2 separate regions of the Rattus norvegicus genome follow, and region 2 is linked to region 1. Evidence: chromatin contacts called from public Hi-C data. All regions are on one chromosome and are shown on one strand. The core of a region is the stretch at or near the end of the contact, and the rest is flanking DNA. Distances in the headings are between cores, read along the strand shown. Region 1 overlaps Igsf11 (immunoglobulin superfamily, member 11). Region 2 holds the start of Igsf11 (immunoglobulin superfamily, member 11).

Evidence for each region. Hi-C and Micro-C count contacts between places; a contact is called where the count stands out from the background.
Region 2: a Hi-C map of kidney shows a contact between it and region 1, with 2.0 times the contacts expected there. The contact joins the promoter of Igsf11 here to the enhancer-like site in region 1. A contact is called at or near these places in 3 of 12 Hi-C or Micro-C datasets (hepatocytes, kidney and liver).

Annotation. Positions count from the first base shown.
Region 1 is chr11:75,278,377-75,282,093 of GRCr8, forward strand. All of the region lies in intron 1 of Igsf11 (immunoglobulin superfamily, member 11), which reads right to left. Among named protein-coding and RNA genes, the nearest start is that of Igsf11, 94 kb to the right of the region's middle. Within about 2 kb of position 2,000, at least 1 of the 93 cell types and tissues checked has an H3K27ac peak or open chromatin away from gene starts, as enhancers often do. A contact at or near this core is called in kidney, where this site is marked.
Region 2 is chr11:75,371,906-75,375,622 of GRCr8, forward strand. It overlaps Igsf11 (immunoglobulin superfamily, member 11), which reads right to left and starts at 1,999. Exons shown (of 7, transcript NM_001013120.1): 1 at 1,757-1,999. The coding sequence starts at 1,808.

The DNA of each region.
Region 1 (3,717 bases), core at 750-3,249:
GGGAGGAGCAGAGTGGGGAGGAGCAGAGTGAGGAGGAGCAGAGTGGGGAGGAGCAGAGTGGGGAGGAGCAGAATGAGGAGGAGCAGAGTGGGGAGGAGCAGGGTGGGGAGGAGCAGGGTGGGGAAGAGCAGAGTGGGGAAGAGCAGAGTGGGGAGGAGCAGAGTGGGGAGGAGCAGAGTGAGGAGGAGCAGGGTGGGGAGGAGCAGAGTGAGGAGGAGCAGAGTGGGGAGGAGCAGGGTGAGGAGGAGCAGAGTGGGGAGGAGCAGAGTGAGGAGGAGCAGAGTGAGGAGGAGCAGGGTGAGGAGGAGCAGGGTGAGGAGGAGCAGGGTGAGGAGGAGCAGAGTGGGGAGGAGCAGGGTGAGGAGGAGCAGAGTGAGGAGGAGCAGGGTGAGGAGCAGGGTGAGGAGGAGCAGGGTGAGGAGGAGCAGAGTGAGGAGGAGCAGAGTGGGGAGGAGCAGAGTGGGGAGGAGCAGAATGAGGAGGAGCAGAGTGGGGAGGAGCAGAGTGAGGAGGAGCAGAGTGGGGAGGAGCAGAGTGGGGAGGAGCAGAGTGGGGAGGAGCAGAGTGGGGAGGAGCGTGGAGTGAGGAGGAGCAGAGTGAGGAGGAGCAGGGTGGGGAGGAGCAGAGTGGGGAGGAGCAGAGTGAGGAGGAGCAGAGTGGGGAGGAGCAGAGTGGGGAGGAGCAGAATGAGGAGGAGCAGAGTGGGGAGGAGCAGGGTGGGGAGGAGCAGGGTGGGGAAGAGCAGAGTGGGGAAGAGCAGAGTGGGGAGGAGCAGAGTGGGGAGGAGCAGAGTGAGGAGGAGCAGGGTGAGGAGGAGCAGGGTGAGGAGGAGCAGGGTGAGGAGGAGCAGAGTGGGGAGGAGCAGAGTGAGGAGGAGCAGGGTGAGGAGGAGCAGGGTGAGGAGGAGCAGAGTGAGGAGGAGCAGAGTGAGGAGGAGCAGGGTGAGGAGGAGCAGGGTGAGGAGGAGCAGAGTGAGGAGGAGCAGGGTGAGGAGGAGCAGGGTGAGGAGGAGCAGGGTGAGGAGGAGCAGAGTGAGGAGGAGCAGGGTGAGGAGGAGCAGGGTGAGGAGGAGCAGAGTGAGGAGGAGCAGAGTGGGGAGGAGCAGAGTGGGGAGGAGCAGAGTGGGGAGGAGCAGAGTGAGGAGGAGCAGAGTGAGGAGAAGCAGAGTGGGGAGGAGCAGAGTGGGGAGGAGCAGAGTGAGGAGGAGCAGAGTGAGGAGGAGCAGGGTGAGGAGGAGCAGAGTGAGGAGGAGCAGAGTGGGGAGGAGCAGAGTGGGGAGGAGCAGAGTGGGGAGGAGCAGAGTGGGGAGGAGCAGAGTGAGGAGGAGCAGAGTGGGGAGGAGCAGGGTGAGGAGGAGCAGGGTGAGGAGGAGCAGAGTGAGGAGGAGCAGAGTGAGGAGGAGCAGAGTGAGGAGGAGCAGAGTGGGGAGAAGCAGGGTGAGGAGGAACAGAGTGAGGAGGAGCAGGGTGAGGAGGAGCAGGGTGAGGAGGAGCAGGGTGAGGAGGAGCAGAGTGGGGAGGAGCAGAGTGAGGAGGAGCAGAGTGGGGAGAAGCAGGGTGAGGAGGAGCAGAGTGAGGAGGAGCAGGGTGAGGAGAAGCGGTGGGGGCACTGTTGCCCAGGGATCTGATGATATACCGATTAGTGCTGTTTCTAAGCAGATTAACCGAATCCCAACTGTTCTACATCAGGTCCTGTCTCTAAGCTTTCTCTCCCTCCCTCGTATCTGTGCAAAAATAAAATAAAATAAAATAAAAAATGTAAATACACAAATAAGACAGAAGGAACAAAACACCCACATAAAATAAAAACGGCCCAGACTAACAGTTCATTCTTGTATCCTTCCACCCTGGGATAGCAACCGAATAATGAAAAGTGATAACGCTTAAAATGCCTCCTCTGTGTGAGCTTTAAAATGCAGCATCAAGCACCTTCCCCTCAGCAGGAGGCCAACAGGGCTGAGGGCCAATCTGCCTGTGAGGGCAGAGAGCAGGGAGCTGGTACAGGGACGGTGTGTTCTTGCTGTCTCAGTCCCAGAGAACCTGTCTCATTATGACCTCCTTTCTTATAACCTTCCCCGTAGCAACCACAGAATCAACCACAGAGGCAAGAAATGGGTAGAAATAAAACAATAACAATAATAATTAATAATAATAGAAACCATATGTGTCAAATGCATTTATACAATGAATATTCATTCAAGAGGTTTAGATTTATCTGTTTCCTGCTAACATTCGTTTTTTAATGTTTCTTTTCTAAAATTTTTTTCTGCACTTAACTTTTGAGTATAGTGAATTCCTTTCAGCTGTAGGCAGGGAGGGAACTAATGCCTAAGTTTGTGGTGGTAAAAAAGTTCACAAAACTGAATCCAGGCAGTGGTTGAAAAGAAATCGCACATTTCCTGAGACCCCCCCCCTCCCGCCCCATGCTGCAGAGACAAACCTGAGTTAAGCGAGCACAAGAGAGTCAACCCTGTGGACTTTGATCCTACAGTCTGTGGGCTCCCATTCCAGTTACCCAACCCTGCCAACTGCTGCAGACAGATGGTGGGGTGGGGGATTTCCTTTGGCATGAAAAGGAAAAGCAAGGAAGGAAAAGAACTGGAGACATACAAGGCTGGACAGACAGAACCATCTATATAGCTGTTATACATAGTTTTTTCTCAGAAATTTAGCAGCAGAATAGGTGATGATTAAGAGTAAGAACTGTCCAATGCTAGTCACGATGAAAAGGCATTGTGCGCTAAAATGACTCTCCTAACTGTGAGGAAAATGGGAGAACATTACCAGGTCCAAGGTACCATGATGACTTACTATGTCCCTTCCCTGAAATTTGAATGTCTTCTCTCTGTCTCCCCTCCACAGACATTTTGCTAGTTGGACCAGAAGTAGTGGCAGACTCAGATATCAGTTGCACCTTCCCCTCAGCATGTGCACATTATCAGATTCCCTAAACCAACTCGGAACATCCTCACCACACTCTAGTGTAATCCTCCCCCAATTTCTTGGCTCTTCAGAGTTGTCAGGAGTTTAAGAGGTTTAGCCAGATAGCAGTCACTGGGTGCAAAGTAGCTTACACCTAGTTAACAATTACGAAGCTTCCAACAAAAGTACGGATGTGCAATCTCAGAACGCAGAGGATGAACAGTTTCTTAGGTTAGGTACCGGCAGAACAGGAAGGAGAGTGAACAGTTTATTGGGTTAGAAACCAATATTACAGGAAGGAATGTGAACACAGTTTTGTTGAGAAGTAGTTCTTGGGGCTACAGAAATGGCCCAGCAGCTAATAGTGCTTGCTTGCACAATAGTGACAACAGTAGTTCAGATCCCAGTATCCACATAACAAGTCAAGCATCCCCCCCAAATACCTGTAACACCAGTTCCAAGAGCCCCAAGGCACTCTTTGGGCCTCTGCACATGCACAGGCAGAAACCCAAACAAACCTATACGTTCACTTTCAGGGTCACATACACATGCATGGAAATTAAAATGCAATTTTAATGCAGCTCTCAAGAGGAGGGCTATGAAAATGAGACTGACAAAATGAAAACTAAGAAAAGCACAGGACAGTTCTTCTCATCTTCATTTCGAGGTCACCACCTCACCTTGGAAAGCAGTCTCCAATGAGGACCACAGAGATGATCAATAAACAAGCCAATGGCAGGCCAGTGATCTTATGGCATTTATAAGTAGTCTACACTGTGAGTTATAGGTGTGAAAT
Region 2 (3,717 bases), core at 749-3,248, 94 kb after region 1:
TGTACCCACCCACGAACTTTCCTTTCATATACACGTCATACTTCCTTGAGCTATGAAGGCCCAGCCACTCTCAATGGAGATGATCTAAATTCTATGCGGAGTCGAAAGTTAACTTTGCTGTGGCGTAAGTGTTCCTTGAGGCCGCTGGCAAATGTGACTCAAGATTTATTTGTTGTACCATAAAGTATTTGTGCACGCTGACAGTGTGTTTTAAGAAAACCCCAGAAAGGCTACCAACAAACTTCATATCCTCCCACCGTCTCCCTGCCCCACCCACCCACCCACCTGATGCCCAAATGCACCCAATGGCAGCAAAGGAAACATCTCTTGACCAGAAGGACAAGCTTTTTGTTTTGTTTTTTGTTTTTTCTTTTGTTTGGTTTTTGGTTTTGGTTTTTGTTTTGTTTTGTTTTTTTGAGAGTTAAAAGTGGCTCTACAGAACAGACCATCCCAAAGATTGGAATGACCTTGGAAGTCCCCAGAATCGTTCTAGGATTGTGTAGAAACAGTTCGACCCAAAGCAAACTCTAGAAACAAAAATCACCTGTTAAAAGGGAGGCCTAATAAATTCAAAACACAAACTCTCTCCGCCAACAAAGTTTAACGATGGATTTCTCTATCAAAAACATTTGCTGTTCTCACAACAACGCTTATGAGGTTTCAGCTGTGTTCAAGGATTTGAGGAAAAGTCTATGAATTCACTTACTTTGCCTCTGGCAGAAGGACAGGGAGACAGAGGCCTGCTGAAGTAGTAAACGACAAGTTCAGTTTGGAAGTTCAAGTGCATAAACGCACTCATCGGTATGCGACTTGATTATTATTAGCTTATCATCACTAAAAAAATACGCCTACTGAACTCCAGGAAGTCAAAACTCTGACCGTGGCATCTTCAAAGAAGGTTAACAGGCCAGTTTGCTATGTTTCCTCTATACTAGGCGAACGATCGAAAACTGGGCTACTTCAAAATTAAAACATTGTTTATTCAAGTAAGGCCATGAAAAGTGACTGGAAACCTACAAAGATATCTAGAGAGAAATACAGTTAACCACAGCCATCTCCGTCACTGAACTTGCTTTATAAATAAAAGCCTTCTATTTCAGTAAACCTCAGCGACCAGTTCCTAAGACAAAAAACTTGATTCCATAGAACAATGCACACACAAAGGCCGGATTGTACAGAAGGATATTCAGAGCCTACAACGATGGCTATTGGGGAGAAATAAAATGTAAGAAAAACTGAAGAAATTAAGTTTGAATAAACAACTGCTTTCAAACGCTCCCTCGAACTGCTACATTCTATGTATTTTTATGAGGCAACTTACACCCTCTGGTTACGAAACTAACAGAGTTAATAAACTTTGCTTTCGGATGTAATCGAGCATTTAAAATAAAAACGAAATTTTACCCCTGCGTATGTTTTAAAGGTTATAATGAAGTTACAAGTTAAAAACTGCAAAAGTATTTTTAATCAATTTAATTCTTTAAAAATCGCAATCTCCTTCAAGGCTGGGGTAAAGCTATAAAGTTTTCCTGGAGCCCTCTAGTAAGGGTAAGCAAACACTATTTCTAAGTGGCCCGGCAGGCAGCCGGAGTTCGTTCCGGGAAGTGGCGGCCAAGAGCGGCGCAGGGGTTACAGAGCTCGGGGACACCTGGGCGACTCTGGCCTCCACCACCGTCCCGGGGCAGCCGGTTCCCAGCTCCTGCGGGCGCCAGCGGGGCTCGGACCCCCACGCGGCTGGACAAGCTGGGTTACTCACCGAGCAGCGACAAGAGCAGCCAGGACGCCAGAGCGGAGCGCCGCCGAGTCATGCCGGGGCCGCCGCGGGAGCCGCCGTCCGCCGAGCTCCTGGGCGGCGGGGTGCAGCGGGGACCGAGCGGGGCACGGGAGCGCCAAGGCCACTCCGCTCCGCTGAGGCTCGGGGCAGGCTCGGGCGTCCCGGGCTCGCCGGCCGCCGCGGCCACCACTAGCCGCCGCAGCCACTCCCCCCAGCTCCCGCCAGCTCTTCCCCAGCCGGGGGCTCCGCACCGCCTGCCCACTCGCCGAGCGGTCTCCAGGGCAACCGCGGCTCCAGCGCGACGCCTGGCGGCCACCCGCAGAACGCACAGAACTCATGGCTGCTGGCGCGGCCAGGCCACCTGCTCTGGTCCCCACGAACTCTGCAAGGTCAGGTTGGACCTAAAACCCAAAGCGGCTTCCCTTAGATCCAACTTTCTCGGCTGCAGTTTTCAAACAGTCCCTACTCTGGCCATTTTAGCCTCTCCTGAAACCCATTTAATCTACCTGAAAGAATCTTGGGAGTCTCTTAGGAGACCTGTAGACTTTTAGCAGACCTAGCCTCTCCAAGGGATGAGTCCCCTTATCGGTAGTCCAATGCAGAGTCGTCAGCCCTGAAACCATATACAAACAACAGCAAAAAAACAGATTGAGGGTTGTATCTCCATGCATGGATGGATGGATGGATGGATGGATGGATGGATGGACGGACGGACAGACAGACGGACGGGTGACAGGGCAGACAGATATGCTTCCACACCCACACTGAGCCTTCAAGATTTGAGGACCTACAGGCCCAAGAACTTCCCAGCCATGTGATCAGATTCTGAAGAACATAGAGTAGAACTCCTATAGCCCTTCAGAATTCTAAGACCCCCACACCTCACAGAGCCAATTTTGCCAGGACAACTGGAAACAATAGTATTCTCAGAAGCAAGGCAAATATAGAAAATATTTTTTAAAAAGAGATATATTTGCACAATGATTTTTAAGGCTGTGTAGGGAAAACAAAAAATAAATATCAAGACAGTAGAATTATAAAAACTATTTTAAATATTAAAATGTTATATTTTGAAGAGAAAAAGGGAAAGTTTGAAAATGCCCATCACTGGAGCCTTGAGAGAGGGCTCAGAGGTAAAGAGCACTGGCTCTTGCAGAAGACCTGAGTTCTGTTCCCAGAATCCATTTGATGACTCACAACCATCTGTGATCCAGTGCCCTCTTCTGACCTCTGAAGGAACCAAGCTCACATGTGCTGTATATACAATTTGTCAGTCCAGCATGGCCTTGGTGAGGACAGAACGACAAGGTTCCTGCCCTTGGAACAGGACCAGCAGGCATAGGCCTTCACAAGCTTTGTGGCTGCTGTGGGCGTAGGGCTTGTTTGTATAATAATGTACATATTTTACATTCCTTCCCTGTTAACATTAATGACTCTGTGATAATCAGAGATAGCATGAGTCCGGGAGTCAAAGGTTTGGCTAAATGGTAAACTCTGGGTCCTTCAGGACAGCCCTTAAGGCTGTGGGAAAAGACTCTAAAAACATGGGTTAGAAAATATATAATTTATCAACTATGCCAAAATATAAGGATACAATGTGAATTGTATAAGGAGCTTCACAGATCTAAGGGAACAGAGGCAGCTACAGGATGAGCCAGAGAGATACTAAGACAAGCAGATACAAATGCAGGCAAATTCCTGAGTTCAAAGGAGCACATTTAGGTCTGAGTGTGCTAGAAATGGTAACTTCAAGACGGGGTCCCACCCAGCTAGCTTATCATCTGTGCCTAACAGAGGCAGGCAGCTCTCTGAATTCTTTCACAATGTTAAAAGAAAATGTGTGCTTGCTGTGTCCTAAGAATCAAGGGGGTTGGGGTCACAGGATGCTGATTTATAGGTTAATCAAAAGAAACCTGGAGTCAGTGACTGGGCTAACCTGTAAG